2 separate regions of the Zea mays genome follow, and region 2 is linked to region 1. The links are chromatin contacts, called in public Hi-C maps. All regions are on one chromosome and are shown on one strand. Each heading gives the region's core, a stretch centred on a gene start, on an enhancer-like site or on the middle of the called end of the contact. The rest is flanking DNA. Distances are from core to core; before and after follow the strand shown. Region 1 has its middle 49 kb from the start of LOC100280474. Region 2 holds the start of LOC103629647 (twinkle homolog protein, chloroplastic/mitochondrial).

What was found. Hi-C and Micro-C count contacts between places; a contact is called where the count stands out from the background.
Region 2: a contact with region 1 is called in a Hi-C map of tassel, with 2.8 times the contacts expected there. The contact joins the promoter of LOC103629647 here to the enhancer-like site in region 1. A contact is called at or near these places in 3 of 25 Hi-C or Micro-C datasets (ear, leaf and tassel).

Annotation. Positions count from the first base shown.
Region 1 is chr6:102,187,526-102,193,356 of Zm-B73-REFERENCE-NAM-5.0, forward strand. No RefSeq gene overlaps it. Among protein-coding and RNA genes, the nearest start is that of LOC100280474, 49 kb to the left of the region's middle. Within about 2 kb of position 2,911, at least 16 of the 20 cell types and tissues checked have an H3K27ac peak or open chromatin away from gene starts, as enhancers often do. A contact at or near this core is called in ear, leaf and tassel, where this site is marked.
Region 2 is chr6:102,313,499-102,319,329 of Zm-B73-REFERENCE-NAM-5.0, forward strand. LOC103629647 (twinkle homolog protein, chloroplastic/mitochondrial) reads left to right here and starts at 3,284. Exons shown (of 21, transcript XM_008650737.3): 1 at 3,284-3,802; 2 at 4,334-4,464; 3 at 4,759-4,814; 4 at 4,922-4,979; 5 at 5,047-5,190; 6 at 5,344-5,427; 7 at 5,503-5,583; 8 at 5,671-5,736. The coding sequence starts at 3,376.

The sequences.
Region 1 (5,831 bases), core at 1,661-4,160:
AGTGCTCAACACTCTCATGGAATATTCAGCTGTGGAGATCTGATTACCTAAATCCATTGTGGACGACCAGCTGTGTCCTCGTCGATCGGTGCACATGCAGGCGCAGTGAAACTAATTAAACGGATACATGGCAGGCGCCACGGACGACTAAACGCTACGTACCGAACCGCGCGCTCTGCACATATGTTCTTTTTTGTCCCAATTCAACAAGGGCCGGCCAATGCATGCATGCATGTACGTTCAGCCGTGCCGGAATCAAGCTGCGAGCCTGCGACGCCGACGCTCGGCCAGAGGACAGAGGTTAGGTTAGGCTGGGACGATCGGACACGGGCGGAGTTGACGTGTGCCGCTGCCACGGCCACTACGAATAATATCAAACAAAAGTAGCCACCGAGATTTGTATCAACAATCAGCGCAGCCGCAGTACCGGTCGACACTGCACGTTGACAAGCCACGCCTCCCTTTCGGCTGCGTGCGTCCGTGTCTCCGTACACCTGCCGGACGGCAGTACACGACATATGGACGACGGGGAGGTCCGGCCACCCATCGAGGGCGGTGGTGGCGCGGTGCGCAGCGCAGCTACTACTCCCTGGCTGTAGCGGCACAGTGCTCGTATTTTTTTTTATGTAGGCGCTGGAGTAGACAGACTGGGGAGTGGGGACGTTGGCAGCACAGGTCACTCGTCCCCACACCCACACACTCGCTCGCCCACAGGAACACGGACGGACGTGGGCTCGCCGCCGCAGATTCCGGCCACTGATGGTAGACGTCGAACGGGCCGGGAGGTCGTACGTCTGCAGGTCGGTCACGGCGATCGAGTGCAGTGTACGGAGACAACGGGAGCGGGGAGAGCACCGAATTCAGAGAGACAAGAGTGCGCTGTTGTCGTTTGTAGGTGTACGTAGTAGCACCAGGCACAGGCACCAGAACTTCACCAGCACAGCAGCAGTAGGCCGGCCGGTATATATATAGCTTGAGTTGACCAAGAATCAAGAAAGGTGGTCACGGACTCACGGGAGGGAGTGTCCGTGAAGGATCGTGCGATGATCTAGGCAGGCATGATGGCAACACGTGGTGTGCTGTGCTGATCTCCTCCCCCTCTATGCTCCGGGTCCGTGACAAGGCTAGGTATACGGAGTATTGCGCGGCAGCGTGTTCGGTGTTCCATGGAGGTTGGAGAACTAGGGGTATGTTGCATGGTTGCTGTCACTAGTACACAAGAGTTTTATAGTGATGGTGTTAGACCTATTTTCACTGGCGGGCTGTTTAAGAAAACCGTCAGTGTATGTAATGAAGTAGTTATATATTTATTTAGTGTATCTCAGATTGCAGGGTATAGATTGTGTAATCATATAATGTATTGGGAAAATGACGTTGGTAGTTATCACCTCTCTGGTATTGAGAAATCATGCAATGTATCGAGGTACCGATCACTCTCTGTACTGAGTAATAATGCAATAAATTGGGGTACTGATCATTCTCTGGTACTGAGTAATCATGCAATGTATTGACGGTTTCATTAAGTAAACCGCCAATGTATATATATTTTCACTGGCGGTTCACTTAATACAACCGTCAGTGTAAATATCTGTTTTACACTGACGGTTTAGTTAAGTGAACCGCCAGTGTATACGATATTTCCATTGACGGTTCACTTTAAACAACCGCTAGTATAAATATTTGTTTTCCACTGACGGTTCCTTAAGACGGGTCCACCTATTTATTTTCACTAGCGTACTGTAACTGAAATCGTCAGTATAAACTTTTGTATGCCGCTACCTTAGAACTCTTTTCTACTAGTGTGTTGCGGGCAGGCAAGGTCGCGACATGCTAGGTCCCCTGCTCAAGAGTCAAGTACCCTTCTAGTCTAGAGAATTGAAGAAGGTTGGGAATTATACCTTGAAAATTCTGTTAAGACACTAATAGAGGGTTAAAATTCGGTTCTCCATATCGGTGACAAATACGGCGCCCTTCTTTTTACTACGTAACACTAGCCACTAGAACTATATATAGAACAAAAGAAGTTGTAATTTTGAGGTTTTGCAAAGACGACGTCATTAGTTTAATTAGTAGTACTCGTTACTGGTGCAAGTTTCCCTTTACTAGCCACGTAAAGATATTAGATTGTCTCCAGCAACGTCCTCTATATTCATCCTCTATATCTGTGCTTTACAGTTTCCTCTAAAAGATTTCAACCTGTATATCTCATTTCTCTCCAACAACACCGTCTAAATCACGTCCTCTATACTCAAATACCCATATTAGAGATATTTTTAAATTTTATTTTTTGTACATACGTATTTATTATACTCTCAAATGTACTGTACATATTTTAGTTTTGCTAAACCGGTTATTTAAAGTATTCAAATGGATAGAGGGCGTTTAGAGAAACTCTATATATAGAGAATCCAACAGCGTCCTCTAAATTTAGATGACCGAGAGCGTAGAGAACCGTTTGATCCTCTATATTTAGGGTAGAGAACCCTTTAGGACATGTTCGGTTACACCAATCCAGAGGGGGATTAGAGGGGATTAAATCCTCTTCTAGTCATTTTTGACTAGGAGGGGATTTAATCCCCTCCAATCCCCCTCTGGATTTGTGTAACCGAACAAGCCCTTAGAGGGCCTTGTTGGAGCCGGTCTTAGTTCGTGTGTGCCAACTTTTTATCAACGACGTAAGCTGGTTTAATTATTATAGTAATACATGCCTGCAACGACCGACTTGGCCATGCATCATCTCATCATCGTCACTGCACTGCATCCCGTCGATTCGCGTGTATACACGCTGGCCGGGGCCGCGCATAGCCAGCTCGCCGTGGCGGTTACGCCCCGCGTACGTACTGCAACAGTGTACACGCTCGCCCACCGCCTGGTTTGTCCTTCGGCTGGCTGGTCTGGTTTGGGCCTTTGGACAAACGGCAGAGCTCATCAGTCATCACGGATACGTTCCGCTGGCATCGGACTAGACTAGATACATACAAATACCACGCAGTGTGCTATTGGGCCGATGATCCAGCAAACATTGTTCTATAGCTTTTCTTTTATAAGGCACCAGTCCAAAAAAGCCCAGTCGTTAAAATATCAGGCCAGACCAGTTCAAAAGTCCGGCGGCAAAAACACACACACAACAACAACCTTTAGGGATAAAAAACGGGACGGATATAGCTGGATATAGGGTCATCTCGTATCCTACCCTAATGTATTTCTCCCGGATATGGGAGCGGATAGGGGTAGTTAAGATTCAGGACGGATATAGGACGGGACCGGGTAATAATCTGGGAGGGTAAGAAACGGATAACAGATAGTACTCGTGTATGTACCGGATAATTATCGGCTAGTTCGTTCCAATGATATGAATTGTCCAACCATCCAACAAATACATAAATTAAGCAATACATAATCATGTATGTGATAGATCAAATGTAGGAAAGAAAACCGATAAAATTGACATCATGCATTTCAAAGTTACTAATCACGAGGACATTGTAGAACTAACACCATACTATTAAAAATTCATAAAATATTCTAGTTTCACTCAAAAATTAGAAATAAGTTACAAAAACTAATAAACATTTTATACGAAGATAACTCAAGTCCTCATATGAAAATGATAAAGTAAAGTATTGATTATGTTGAAACTTAGATACTTACAGTGATTTCATATGTAACTCATACAAATAAGTGAAAGTGAAATGTAAGAAACGCGGACATTTTATAGATCTTATGATCCAAACATTTTTATGGTTATATATGAACGTATGTTGTGCCTCCGTAAAATTTTATGATTTTTGAGGCTATTTATACATCTATTAATTTCTTGCCATAGAAAATCATCAAAATACAATTAAATCCATAAAATAACGTAGCGTCGATCGAAAATTGCAAATAAGTTACCAATACTTATAAATAGTCTCTACAAAGATAACCTTAAGTTCTCACGTGGAGATAACATTAAGTCCCCCCACATAAAAATGATAAAGTATATTAATTTGATATAAATTTGAACATTATTTCAATGATTTTGGTCTAAAGATACGTTTAAACAAAATTTGATGTACTACAAAGTTATAGATCTCTTCGAGCTCTACAATTTTTATATAAACTTTATTTTCATCCGATATCATATGTAAAAGTTATGATTTTATAACTGTCGGCGTTTCGAGACCGGGGGGTCCCTAAGCCGACGAGCGAATGTCGCCGCGTGCCCCAGCCCAGATGGGTCGACGCGAGGTCGAGCGCGAAGGGGGGAAGTGAGGTGGCCGGGAGCAGGCGTGAGAGAGGTGGAAATCCCGCGGCCTTCGTGTTCGTCTCGCGCCTAGGTCGGGTGCGCTTGCAGTAGGGGGTTACAATCGTCCACGCGGGAGAGGGAGCGAGCGGCTCCAAGCGAGCGCCTGTCTCGTCCTCGTCCCCGCGCGGCCAACCCTCTCTAAGAGGGCCCTGGTCCTTCCTTTTATAGGCGTAAGGAGAGGATCCAGGTGTACAATGGGGGGTGTAGCAGAGTGCTACGTGTCTAGCGGAGGAGAGATAGCGCCCTAAGTACATGCCGTTGTGGCAGCCGGAGAGATTTTGGCACCCAGCTGGTGTGGTGTCGTGGCCGTCGGAGGAGCGCTGGAGCCTGGCGGAGGGACAGCTGTCGGAGCTGTTGAGTCCTTGCTGACGTCCTCTTGCTTCCGTAAGGGGGCTGAGAGCCGCCGTCGTCACAGAGTATGCGGAGCGCCATCATTGCCTATCTGGCGGAGCGAGCCAGATGGGACGCCGGTCTTGTTCCCCGTGGCCCGAGTCAGCTCGGGGTAGGGTGATGATGGCGCCTCCTGTTGACGTGGCTGGTCTGCGCCCTAGGTTGGGTGATGTGGAAGCTCCTCCGAAGCCGAGGTCGAGTCTGTCTTCTGTGGCCGAGGTCGAGTCCGAGCCCCTGGTTCGGGCGAGGCGTAGACCGTCGGCTAAGGCTAGGGTGGAGTCCGAGCCCTGGGGTCGGGCGGAGCGGAGTTCGTCGTCTTCCGGGGCTGAGCCCAAGTCCGAGCCCTGGGTTGGGCGGAGTGGAGTTCGTCGTCTACTGGGGCTGAGCCCAAGTCCGAGCCCTGGGTCGGGCGGAGCAGAGTTTGCCGTCTTCTGGGGCTGAGCCCAAGTCCGAGCCCTGGGTCGGGCGGAGCGGAGTTTGCCGTCTTCCGGGGCTTAGCCCGAGTCCGAGCCCTGGGTCGGGCGGAGCGGAGTTCGCCGTCTTGCGGGGCTTAGCCCGAGTCCAAGCCCTGGGTCGGGCGGAGCGGAGTTTGCCGTCTTTCGGGGCTTAGCCCGAGTCCGAGCCCTGGGTCGGGCGGAGCGGAGGTCGCCGTCTTCCGGGGCTTAGCCCGAGTCCAAGCCCTCGGTCGGGCGGAGCGGAGCTTCCTATGGTGCCTGCGGCCGGGCCTGACTGCCTGTCAGCCTCACTCTGTCAAGTGGCACCGCAGTCGGAGCGGCGCAGGCGGCGCTGTCTTTCTGTCACGCCGGTCAGTGGAGCGGCGAAGTGACGGCGGTCACTTCGGCTCTGTTGGCTGAGGGGCGCGCGTCAGGATAAAGGTGTCAGGCCACCTTTGCATTAAATGCTCCTGGGATTTGGTCGGTCGGTGCGGCGATTTGGTCAGGGTTGCTTCTTGGCGAAGACAGGGCCTCGGGCGAGCCGGAAATATGTTTGCCGCTGGAGGGGGGTCTCGGGCGAGACGGAGATCCTCCGGGGTCGACTGCCCTTGTCCGAGGCTAGGCTCGGGCGAGGCGCGATCGAGTCCCTCGAATGGACTGATCCCTGACTTAATCGCACCCATCAGGCCTTTGCAGCTTTATGCTGATGGGAGTTACCA
Region 2 (5,831 bases), core at 2,034-4,533, 130 kb after region 1:
TGGACACGGGTCTCCGGCGTGGGCAGAGCGCGAGAGAGGGTGAAGCTGTGCGAAGTGAGGCGATGGGCATGCGCGGGGCACTGGCGGGGCTCTAAGAAGGGAGTTGGGTGTGTGGGCGTGCGTCGTGGCCGAGAAATCCAGCGACGTGCGCGAGTGCGCACGCTCCGGTCCACGACGAGCGCGGAGGGGGCGGAACTGACAAGGAGGGTCTAGGGCGCAGAGAGAGAGAGAGAGAGAGAGAGGAAAAGGAGCGCGCGGGGCAACGGCTCGGCGACTGGCGATCCGGGCCCACGAGACAGAGAGAGAGGGAGCGCGCGGGTGAAGAAAACTGGTGCCGACAGGTTGGCCCCAGCGGGCAGAGAGCGAGAGAGAGAGTGCGTGCGGGAGAGGGGAACTGCCGTTGACAGGCGGGGTTCGCTTGTTAGGCAGCGCGGGCGCGCGGCCTGGCTAGGCCGAGCTGGGCTGGTTTGGGCTGCTTTCTTCTTTTCTTTTTCTCTGGATTTTCTAATTCCTTTTCCATTTCTTTTCTGTAGGGTTTTCAAATCCAAATTCAAACTAGGTTTCAAATTCAAATAAATTCAAACATGTCTAACACTTCAAAGAATATTTTAAGCTCAGCATGATGCAACATGTCATGACCCATAGTGTTTTGGCAAAAATAAATAATTAAATCCCCCTACTTTAAGCTATTTCTCAAAAGGAAAAAGGGAGAAAGAATCTAGAGAGAGAGAAAACCTAGAGTGAGAAAAAGAAGAGTGACACATGATTTTGGGTGATAATTAGAAAGAAATTTTATACCCCCAAAATCAGGGTGTTACAACTGAAAGGGAAATAGGGTCAAACTTTTTACTAAATGATTTTGGTGGTTGAATTGCCCAACACAAATAATTGGACTAACTAGTTTGCTCTAGATTATACATTCTACAGGTGCCAATGGTTCAACACAAACCAATAAAAAGAACGAGTTAGACTTCAAAAGAAAGGAGCAAAAAGGAAACCGAAGTGTGCCCTGGTCTGGCGCACCGGACCCATGGTGAATCAACTCAAACTCCGCAGCTTCGGGTTTCCCAGGCGCAGCTCCGCTATAATTCACCGGACTGTCCGGTGCGCCAGCGGAGCAACGACTATCTGCGCGCAACGGTCGACTCTAACGGATGAACAGTGCAACACAGTACCGCGGCAGAAGTCAGAGCAGCAGGTCAGAGGGGCACCGGACTGTCCGGTGCCACATGAGGACAAAGCCTCTAACGGTCGACCAGCTCTAAGCCCTAACGACAGGGTGACGTGGCGGCGCACCGGACTGTCCGGTGCGCCCATCGCCAGCACCATTCTCCAACTGCTACAATTTGGTTGGTGGCTATAAATACCACCCCATCCGGCCACTTCAAGGTGTGGGAGCCCAAGCAACATTCCAAGTCATATAGTTGACATATTCAAGCCCTCCCAACCACCTCTATTTATTGATCCATCCTATACACAAGATTTAGACCACTACAACCCACACAAGTGCCACAAAAGAGAGAGCAAGCAAAAGAAAGCTTCTCGTGTGAGTTTAGCTCTAGTGCCTTGTGAGATTCATTGAGAGAAAGTGTGTGCTACATCTTGCGTTCATTTGTGCGTGGAGTTTTGACTCCCATTGAACTTCCTCCAAAGTTTTGGAGGCTTGTAAAGCTAGCAAGAGACACCTAAGTGTGTGGTGATCCTTGCGGGGTCTTAAGTGATCCTTGAGAAGAAGAAGAGCTCGCCGATCTTTGGGATCGATAGAGAGAGGGAAATGGTTGAAAGAGACCCGTCCTTAGTGGACTCCTCAACGGGGACTAGGCCTTCAAGGGCCGAACCTCGGTAAAACAAATCACCCGTGTCCCTTGTGTTTATTGCTTGTGATTTGCTTGTTCTCTCCCTCTCTAAGTTCTCTTGCGCTACTCTTTGCTAATATCTTTTTGTGTTGCTTCAAGTTAAAACCACATTTAGAGAAGCAACTCCTTGCAAGAAAGAACTTGTGTTACTCTTCTTATCTAAGCCCTCTTGCATTATTCTCCACCAACATTCCTAGTAGTATTGTTATTGATTAAATTCCGCACTCTGAATACAATACTCATTGCAAGCAAAGGACTTAAGTTTATACTCCGGTAATTGTGAATCTTGTTCTAACCACTAATCAAGGGATCTAGTTTATATTTAGAATTATAATTTTCAGGTTTCGCCTATCCACCCCCTCTAGGTGACTTTCAACAACAATGGTGGAGGTAGTTTGGACTTCTAAAATTTTGAAGGGATATAAGGAAGCGTGAAATAATAAGGTCTCTTTTGGTAGGACTCTTTCAAGAGCTTCTTCAACAACTCTTTAAAAAATCTACTAAAGGGGAGATTGTTTGAAGAGCTCTTCCTAGAAAAGAGGGAATAACTCATTTTCTATGTATTTGTCTTCATCGACTCTATATCTTAGAAGAAACTTTAGGATGAGCTATATTTACAACCAAACAAGGTGTTTTCTAGAACTCTTTTGAAAATAAGGAGAAAATTGTTTTCTTAGAGAAGTAATAGACAACACTAAAGCTGGCATAGTAAGAGTTTGGGAGCCTAAGGTTGCCTCCAGCAAGGACCTGTATACGGTTCTGAACATTAAATATAACGTTTCTCGGCTTCCCCTCACCCTCCAACAACAACCGGGAAACAACCCTGTAAATTGTAGCGCTCCTCCAGAGTACTCTAAATGTAGCGGTTGCTGAAGCACGCGCTATATACGCAGTCACGATGGAAGCCACGAAGTAAAGCCGATACGGATACACCATCACAAAGCAAAAATTGATTGTTCATCACATTTCAAATTAATTTAAGCATTCAACGAATCTTTATTGACAAATACAAACATTTTTTGTTTCGAGCACCAAAAAATATATACAACATCGTTGAGTTCATTGTTCTCCTAATAAATATATGAATAAAAAATATTTTTAGATTCCAGAATTCGGTTTTCAACTACGTACTAGTATGATTTCGAAAAATATATAACTTTCAAAATAAAAAAAAACTTATTTTTTGTGTTACGTACATGAGTTCTAATTGTATTAATTTGTTAAAAAATTGAGTATATAGAGTATATTATTACTGTAGATATAGAAGATCAAATTTAGAGAACGTTATTGGAGATAGAGAAAATATAGAGGACAGAATGTTTTAAAGAGTTCTGTAAAGAACAAAGAATATTCTTTTAGAGGCATTTAGAGCTGCTCAGTCTAACACACAGGTGAAAGGCTCCTCATTTGTCACGTTCGTACCATTCGTCGCTGAACAGCGGGACCCGACCCTAAAGACACGGCGCAGAAACCCCGGAACGCCGCACGCGCGGCGGACGACGACGACGTTGAAGGCGAAATGAACAAAACCCTAAACCCCCCTTCCTACCCAATCTATCTTCCCCCGCCCCGCCTCTCCCTTTCTTCTTTACCAAGCCCCCCACACCCAAACCCCTCCTCCCCTGCTCTGCCTGCCCCATGTCCCCGCGCCTCTGACCAACCAGGCTGCCGGAACCCTACCCGGTGCCCCGTGATGCCCCCGCGGCCGTCGCTCCACTCTCTGCTCCTCATGGCCGCCTCCGCCGCCGCGGCCAGCGGGGACTCGGGCCCGCTCCTCGCTGCGCGCCGCCGTCTAGCTGCGACGGCCGCCGCAGGGGGGCACCGCATCCGGCTGCTCCACTCCTTCTCGCCGGGACGCGTCCCCAGGCGGCCTGAGGTGGTCTGCTGCGTGCGCAGCGCCCCCGACTCGCGGCGGTCGGCCCCCGCCCCCCCGTGCTCCAGGAACGGTAATGCGCTGTACCCGAGCTCTGGAGCACTCGTTGCCATGTGTCTGTCGTTTTTCAGTATATAAAAAGAACTTTGAGTGGCTTTGGCTTAGGAGCTAAGCACCCGGGGAAGTATGGTAATTTGCGTGGTCGATGTTTTATTTATTTCGCAGCCAATGGTTGTATCTTCGACCCTAGACAAGTGTTGAGTTTTCATGGTCCCGAGCGAGCTCACATTTGGAAAATGCTTCAAACGCAACTTCCTCCAATTGGAGATTTGGAATTTGTAGCAGAGCGGATCAATGCACGTGCTCAAATGATTTTAGAAATTTAAGTCGAATGGTGTTAGCCTGTTTGACGTATATAAATTAATTGGTGATATGCGCTGACTAGGCCTCAATTTCACTGTCTGTTCTCCTCTACTTAGGCTGCTATTTTTTATAATTTAATTATTTTCATTCTGCTTATAACAACTGGATGCAGAAGCACCTTTGTTTTTAAACCATTTAGTGTGTTTTTTTGCATTACAGTTCATTCGTTTTTGCATTACAGTTCTTTCGGCAAAAAACTACTCAACTGCTTCTGAGGAGAGGCTTGGGAAGATCATTCAGAAGTTGAAAAACGAAGGTATTAATCCCAAGCAGTGGAGACTTGGAAATTTTCAGCGCATGTTGTGTCCACAGGTATGGAGCATCTGTTTTTTACAACCTTGTGCTGCTTCCAGTTTACTGTCTATCCATGAATTATATCTTAGCTTTATAACCAAGTAATCTATCTGATTGAAGACATGAATGATAAGAAATTGTTACACAGAAATGACACATCTCTAAATCACCCATTCAAAATTACGTGAGTCAAGATAACATTTCAATTCACATGCAATACTGATGTATCATTTATTTTTAGTGATCCATTGCTTTGGATGTCGGGTTATCTGGTGACAAATAATGAAGTATAACTTTCCTTCTGTTTGCTAGTGCAATGGTGGATCTAGTGAGGAATTGAGTCTCAGTGTCTACATCCGAAAGGATGGGTGAGTTGTCCACACCTGAATATGTGATTTTGTTGGCCTGTTGTTCCTTCAGCTATATATTTCAGGATCTAACTATCATCTCACGTTCCTTATGTCATTTTCTTCAGCATAAATGCAACATGGAACTGTTTTAGGTCTAAGTGTGGCTGGAGAGGTTTTGTCCAGGTACGTGCATGAACCGAATGATTTTTTTTTTGGAAGAAACTATCTTGATGTCACTCTTTGTCTGCAGGCTGATGGAGTTACCAACATATCCCAAGGAAAGAGTGGCATAGAAAGTGAAACTGACCAAGAGGTTGAAGCTAAGAAGGCAGCAAATAAGGTTTATAGAAAAATCAGTGACGAGGACCTCAATCTTGAGCCACTCTGTGATGAGGTAATTAACTATTGCTACTTAAATCAAAATGGCATTTTGTAAACTATAAAAATATAAAAATTTGGTTGTAGTGTTTCTGTTACTTTTGTTGTATACTACTAAAAGCATCTGTGATCTGTACATTGGCATTCTATAAAACGATGGTTTTGACAGCTTGTAGAGTACTTTGCTACGAGAATGATTTCGGCGGAAACACTTCGGAGGAATAAAGTCATGCAACGTAACTGGAATAATAAGGTAACTGTTGTGGCAGTTCTAAATTGGCCAAACAGCCGTTATTATAGGATTATAAATATGTCACATCATTTGCAGATATCCATTGCTTTTACCTATAGACGTGATGGAGCTCTTGTTGGCTGCAAATACAGGGCAGTCGATAAGACATTTTCACAGGTTTGTGGTCCTCATCCCTTTTACTATGCTTTTACCTATAAAAGTTTTGATCTACTGTTATTAATATGCATTTTTCTTATGTATCAGGAGGCAAACACGGAGAAAATTTTTTATGGTCTGGACGATATAAAGCGTGCACATGATGTTATCATTGTATGTTCATGATCTCCGATTGGTTTTTTTATAGTGTGATTTTTTCTTGGAAAATATGCATCAACTCATTTGATTCCATGCTTGCATTTTGATTG